Linked DNA regions of Mus musculus: region 1 is linked to region 2. The links are chromatin contacts, called in public Hi-C maps. All regions are on one chromosome and are shown on one strand. Each heading gives the region's core, a stretch centred on a gene start, on an enhancer-like site or on the middle of the called end of the contact. The rest is flanking DNA. Distances are from core to core; before and after follow the strand shown. Region 1 overlaps Bcar3 (breast cancer anti-estrogen resistance 3). Region 2 has its middle 9.5 kb from the start of Gm40139.

Region 1 (3,332 bases), core at 754-3,253, 190 kb after region 2:
CTCTTCTCTACACTCAGTAGTGAGAGAGAGAAAGAAAGAGAGAGGGGGGGGGGAAGGAAGGAAGGAAGGAAGGAAGGAAGGAAGGAAGGAAGGGAAAAAAAAGCTACCACATGGCAGGTGAGCTGATGGGCGTGATTCTGTCTCTGGCAGAAAGTATCTACTAAGGCACAGCTGTGTGTGAGGCACTGGGCAAGGTTCTGGGACCCAGAGGCAAAGAAGGCCTGATGACCATCTTCCCTAAAGACCTAATATCCTGAGGCCTTTCATACAGCTGCCTGCAGTCTTTGAGTAGACTCCTCTCAGATCGTTAGCTTAAGCTTCAGACCCATCCTATACCTTGTCTGGCTCCCCTCTGGCTGCTCTCCAGTCCCCAGCCAGGCTACAGAGTCAGCACCTCTCCAGGTCTGTCTGTCTTTCCATCCACACTACTGAGACACAGAGGAGGACACAGGACAACATATTCAGAGCCATAGAACAGGGGCCATGCATAAGGACTTAATAGCAAGTTAGTTTGGGTCTTTGTGGGGGGAAAAAGCTTGGCTTTCTCTGTAGGTGGCCGTGAGCCCTTGGGGACAAGTCTAGTGTTTCCCAGGCCTTGACAACTCATAGACTAATGAGAGCCTGAGGATTTTATGCAAACTTGTGGGCTCTGAGACCCCAACTGTCACTCATAACCTTCTTCCCCGTCCTTAAGTCCTCTATCCTCGGTATTCATGGTCCTTTTGTGGTCTGGGTCTCCCGACAAGGTCAGAACCGATCCTAGCAGGTTAGCAGGATCAGTGTATGGCTTCAGTTGGTGGAGCTGTTAGAAGAATGGGTTGGGGCAGGGTGGGGTGTGGGCCCCTGGTCCTCATGGGCAGGAGCCAGAGAATTCTTTGTGTTAGAAGCCCATTAATTAGGGCATAAGCAGAAAGACTTTCTGGATCTCGCCTTAGCTGGGTGCAACTGTGACTAAAATCTCTTGGCAGAAGAGTGATATAGAGTCCTGTGGCATTGTGGGTGGCCGTTTGTAGAGTTGAAGCCAGGAGGTAGAAAGTCATAGAAAGTGGCTACTGCAGAGGTCTTAGAAGGAGAGTTGAGTTCAAATGGGGAACACGTGGGGGGCGTGGTAGGAGACAGCATTGGGAATTGTTTTCCATCAACAAAAGGTAGTTCTGAGGGTCATTTGGGAAATGAGGTCAGAGGAGATGCCAGGGGTCAGGAAGGAGTGGTTCTTTCTGAGTCAGCCACTCCCTGTAAGGAGTGGAAATGGAGTCTTGAACCTTCAGCACATTTCAAATGATGCACTGGCCTTGTGGCTCGGAGCACTGCTCCACCCCACCTGGAGTTCTGCCCACTGCAGTACACTCATCCCTCAAAAGCAGCTTTGCGTGTCATTTTCAGTGACATTATCCTCGGAAGGAAGATCTGACCCTCAGCTTCCTGTGCCAGGTCCCTTGTGTCTGATTCTTGGCTTCCTCAATTAGAACAGCCATGAGACCCAGCTCATATCAGCTAAGTCACGGGATTTGTGCTTAGGGACTTGCGTGTTACAGAGGCCTCAGCCATCCCTTGTTCCTCTTCCTTTTGAGTGCTGGTTTCATCGTCTCAGCCACATTGGTCCTTTTGGAAAAACACCGCCACCCTACCAACAAATAAGAGAAAAAACATGGCGGGGTGAAGTAACCACCAGGCTACAAGTCTCATGGTATTTTTACCAGAATGGGTTAGAGTATCTTCTTCCAGGATGGGTGAGGGGCCCTCTCCCAGGCCAGTGGTGGCCAGGAAGATGCTCCCTACCACACGCCTGTAGTGAAGATGGAACTGTCCTTGGGAAGCAAGGGTGGGAGGGGACTGGAGGTAGGGGTGAGGTGCTGGAGACACAGGTGTATATCACACCCACACTTACACCTTTGCAGGTTTCTGTCCTGTGTCTCCCGAACCAAACCTCCAGGCCACTGTTCCCAGCGACTCATTATTTCCCCTAGCTATGATGCCTCACTCTTCATGATTCAGTTCTGCTGCTCCAGCCCTTCCCTCACCCCGCCCAAACCCCAGTGAAACTGTCTTGAGAACAGCCCTGGGCCACAGTGTTTCTCATTTTGACAGAGGAGAAAACTCAAAGACAAAGAGGCAAACTAACTCACCCAGGCTGCAGAGCGGGAAAAGGCGGGGTCGGATGGCTAGGCAGTGTGTCTATCCCCAGAGCTTGGTGGCGTTGAACTGTGTGTGTGTGTGTGTGTGTGTGTGTGTGGTCTTCCCAGAGAATGTGCCCCGCTGGAGCCTCCATCCCTGCTTGCTGTCCCATGTTTCCTTAGGTCCTGAGGTGGCCCTTTGGCATGAATGTTAGCTCTTAATGATCTTTACAGTGTCACACCCTACAGGAGTGGGAAGCTCTCCTTGCAGCCTGGGGTAGACTTAAAGCAAATATTAATGGTAATGCAGATGCCATCTTTCTCTGAGTCTCCTGTCTCCTTCATGCAAATGAGAGTCTGGTGCATCCTCTGGGGGACTCTGATAGATGCCCCCTACTGTCCCTCCACTGCTGGCTTAGGAATTCCCACTGTCTGCATGTCCAGGCCCATTCTTGTACTTGATGTGAACTGTAGGCTCAGGTGCTCACACAGGAAACCCAGGGTCCCACTCCTCCCGGGTTAGATTAGCTTTTTTTTCTTCCTTGGAGAGCTGTTGAAATATGGGTTTCCACAGTAATGGAGGTTCTCAGCACATTCTAGGAGCTGGCTCTGAGCCTCCAAAATCCCTTTTCCAACATTTCCTGGGCTCTGGCTACTACAGCTTGTTCAGACCAGACTTGTAAGTCAAGTTACAGAAACACTCTTTCCATAGTTAGAGGGATGGTGGTTTTCAGAGCCCTGCCCAGACGGCTGGTATCAGTTCTGGCTGAGGAACTGAACTATGGCAAACTGTCATTGAGTTCTCTCAAGAGGACTGAAGAAGCCTAGGAGAGAGAGGTTCCTTTCCCTATCTGCTTTCTTCCCAAACCCCAGCCTCTCTGTGCCTCCTGCACCAGACCCTCGGTACTGAGTCTGCTCTTATTTTACAGGCCTAGATTAATAGCGTCTGGATGTAATTATAATGACAGCTAACATTAGCGCTGATTCCCCTGCCAGAGTGAGTTCCAAGTCCTTACAGATACCCACTCATTTGGTCCTTATTAACATCATGTGCCATATTATCCCCACTTAGCAGACAAGGAACCCAAGGTTCCACAAAGAATTAACGTCACTTGCCCAAGACCGCACAGCTGTTCAGAATTACTGTGGGCCTCTGGATGGAGGTGGTCAACTGGCCCAAGCTGTGAAGCACTGTTGTAACAGCTCTTAATATCGAGA
Region 2 (3,217 bases), core at 502-3,001:
CCCAGCCAAGCTGCCCTCTCGCATCCTCCCATGGCTCCAAAGTTACAGGGTGAGGCTTACAGATATTCCACACTTCCCACTGACTTCCCACGGTGTGTTAAGACCCCGTGAACATCTCACGTCACTAAGTCCATGTGCTTCCGCAAGGTCTTGAGAATGCCAAGGTCCCTAAAACATGAAGGACCCCTAGGGGGGAAAAATAGGTCAAGATCACTACTCTAGATGCTTCTGTTTTGGAGGTAAAATTGAGATGAAAAACAGACACCACCCCCTTCTATAGGCGGTTATGTCTGTGTTGAGAAGTAGATTCACTCTTTCTTAAATCTACTGATTTCTACTTCTCGGAGCTCCCTGGATAAATCTCTCTCGTGTCCTAAGAGAGCAGGAAATAAACAGCGAGGAGGAGGAGGAGGAGGAGGAGGAGGAGGAGGAGGAGGAGGAGGAGGAGGAGGAGGAGGAGGCGGCTCTGGGCCTCCTGGGAGGAGGTAAGAATGCCTGAGAAGCACAGCAGGACCACCCCCACCCCACCCCCATCCCCGCCTTCCCCTCAGGAGGCACGGGGCGGGGGGAGGGGATAAGGGGGTAAGCACATATATAGCCCAACGCAGTGCCTGGAGCATAGCGAGTGTTCCATAAATAGTTATTAAAAGTATGCCGGGTGTGGTGGCGCACGCCTTTAATCCCAGCACTCGGGAGGCAGAGGCAGAGGCAGGTGGATCTCTGAGTTCGAGGCCAGCCTGGTCTACAAAGTGAGTTCCAGGACAGCCAGAGCTATACAGAGAAACCCTGTCTCGAAAAACAAAAAACAAAAAACAACAACAACAAAAAAAAAGTATGGAAGAAAAAAGCCGGTCGTGGTGGCGCACGCCTTTAATCCCAGCACTCGGGAGGCAGAGGCAGGCGGATTTCTAAGTTCGAAGCCAGCCTGGTCTATAAAGTGAGTTCCAGGACAGCCAGGGCTACACAGAGAAACCCTGTCTCGAAACCCAAATAAAATAAAATAAAAAATAAAGTAGGGAAGAAAGGCACCAAGGAGAACTTGTGTGGACAGAGACCTAGGCTTCTGAGAAGGGGGCGAAGAAAATATGGACAAAAAACCTAAAGTCGGGATAAAGAGAATTTTTACTCATCTTGTAAACAGATTCCTACAGTGCCATTGAAAACGCTGGGGACAATTCCTATTGAGAGGATATGTTTGGTGGGTGTCAGAGGGTTTGTGCCTTTGCTCTTACCACCTGGGAAGAGCAAGGGCTGTGACCCCAGTGAACACAGGCTATAGTGGCTGGTACACAGGCCAGCAGTGGTCCTGCTCGGACAGACACACTGAAAGCCAGTTCACTATGTCCTTGACCTGTGTCCATGGATTCTTCAGCAGGGATATGGCGCTTATCATGATGTCCATAGAGCCCAACACCATTGGAGGGTTTTCAGGTAGTGAGTGGGAATCACGAAGAGCAGGTTTGGCACTCTAGGGACCATTAATCTGAGCCTATAGAAAAGTCATAGGAGCCAGCAAGAACGTAAGCTTGAATATGAGACACCTGACCATCTTTGTAAATCTCTTTCACACTCAACCACCTTGCAATTTGTAAGAGAAGCAGAGAAGACACCGATGTCCCCCATTCTATCAGTGAGGGAATCAAAGTTAATAAGGAGGAATAATTCCCAGGGTCACGCAACCCTGTGTCCAGGGTTGTTGTTGGAAGTTTACAGCTGCAGTGCTAGAAATGGCCAGCAGAGGGCACCCTCCACAAAGTGGTTGTTTGCAGTCTTTGTAGAGAGCAATGGTAACTCTGCTAGTATTGGTTCAGAGGGCAGGCAGGAGCTTTCTCACCAGATAAAATGCTACCTTGGTGATTTTTTTCCTCTCAGAGAATGCTTACCTAAACTGAATCCTGAAATACCAGGTAAAAGATCAGTCTACTAAGCAACCATCTGATAGCCTTCAAAAATAGCAAGGGTCAAAGAATTAAAAAATAGCAGTTCCATGTTTATGAAGATTAAAGAGATGGAACAACTAGATATAATGAATGAACGAACGAGTGAACAAACGAATGAATGATTTGAATGGGTCCTTGGGTGGGAAAAAGCCATAGACATAAGAAATATTAAGGTGGTTGATAGCATCTTAATTTGGACTGTGGGTTAGATAAATTGTGTCAATATTATGCTTTTCAAAGTTGTTAACTGTGCTGTGTTTTGACATGTTTCTCTCAAAATAATTTAGGGGGAAATGGGCATAATGTCCTTAACCTGTTTTTGAATGATACCTTCCCACCCCCACCCAAGAATAAAAGTCATAATAGAAACAGATGTAGGTAAAATGTGAACCTAGGTAGAGTGGATGGGAATTCCACATGCTGTACTTACGACTTTTCCGTAACTTCAAACTTATATCCAAATAAAAGACACACACATGCACATCTTATTCCGGAAGAGCCTTCCTACCTGATTTGAGGTCTAAAGTTCCCTCAGTGGGTTAGGGAGTACAGAGGGGCCTCTTAGGAAAGTGTGGCTTTGGCCCTCTGCAGAGCACTGACCTTTGCCCTGGGCTGGCCAGGGCACCTGTGTGCAAAGCTTATCTGAACCACCAGACAAGCAGGCGACCTTCACTGCACATGTTTGTGAATGCAACACACGCCTGTACTTGGCAGGAGAGCAGGGACCTTGCCCAAAAAAAGCAATCTGGAGCAAGGGAATGGGACAGAGGGAGCGCTCCAAGGTCTGTGCAGCAGAGAACAGAAGCATTCCTTAGCGTGGGTAAAGCCGCTACTTACTGCTTTCTGGGTTAGTCCTTCCAGAACATCCGGCTCCTAGGATCTGAGCATGGGTGATGTACATAGTCAAATATTAACAGGAAAATGATGCCGTGAGGAGAAGCTACTAGAGAGGACCCAGGATAGGGAGAGCCCAAGGTATACTGGAGAGGAGGCAGAGCCTAAGGGTGACCTCTCCCACCTACAGGATTCTGGTTCACACAGGCTTGGGATATGCAAGTCAAGTACTTACATCTCTAACAAGCCACCCGATTGGACCACACACAGTTGCAATGGCATAGGACACGACCATCCTGGCCATCTGTAGGTCTTTCCACCATGGCTAAAACTGCACATGAAAAAGTATTTTAAGAGGGGTTGGAGGGCCGGAGGGCTGGAGGGCTGGCTCAGCAGTTAAGAGCACTGACTGCTCTTCCAGAGGTCCTGAGTTCAATTCCCAG

What was found. A called contact is a pair of places that touch in the nucleus more often than the background predicts.
Region 1: a Hi-C map of bone marrow-derived macrophages shows a contact between it and region 2, with 29 read pairs. The contact joins two enhancer-like sites. A contact is called at or near these places in 1 of 15 datasets of contacts at CTCF or cohesin (the NIH/3T3 cell line), 8 of 484 Hi-C or Micro-C datasets (the C2C12 cell line, the HL-1 cell line, bone marrow-derived macrophages and 3 more), 13 of 115 datasets of contacts at active chromatin or transcription factors (the NIH/3T3 cell line, embryonic basal ganglia, embryonic fibroblasts and 7 more) and 4 of 9 other capture datasets (adipose tissue, liver, macrophages and 1 more).

The regions. Positions count from the first base shown.
Region 1 is chr3:122,496,683-122,500,014 of GRCm38.p6, forward strand. All of the region lies in intron 3 of Bcar3 (breast cancer anti-estrogen resistance 3), which reads left to right. Among named protein-coding and RNA genes, the nearest start is that of Gm34349, 18 kb to the left of the region's middle. Within about 2 kb of position 2,004, at least 48 of the 459 cell types and tissues checked have an H3K27ac peak or open chromatin away from gene starts, as enhancers often do. A contact at or near this core is called in bone marrow-derived macrophages and pancreatic cancer cells, where this site is marked.
Region 2 is chr3:122,310,525-122,313,741 of GRCm38.p6, forward strand. No RefSeq gene overlaps it. Among named protein-coding and RNA genes, the nearest start is that of Gm40139, 9.5 kb to the right of the region's middle. Within about 2 kb of position 1,752, at least 25 of the 459 cell types and tissues checked have an H3K27ac peak or open chromatin away from gene starts, as enhancers often do. A contact at or near this core is called in bone marrow-derived macrophages and pancreatic cancer cells, where this site is marked.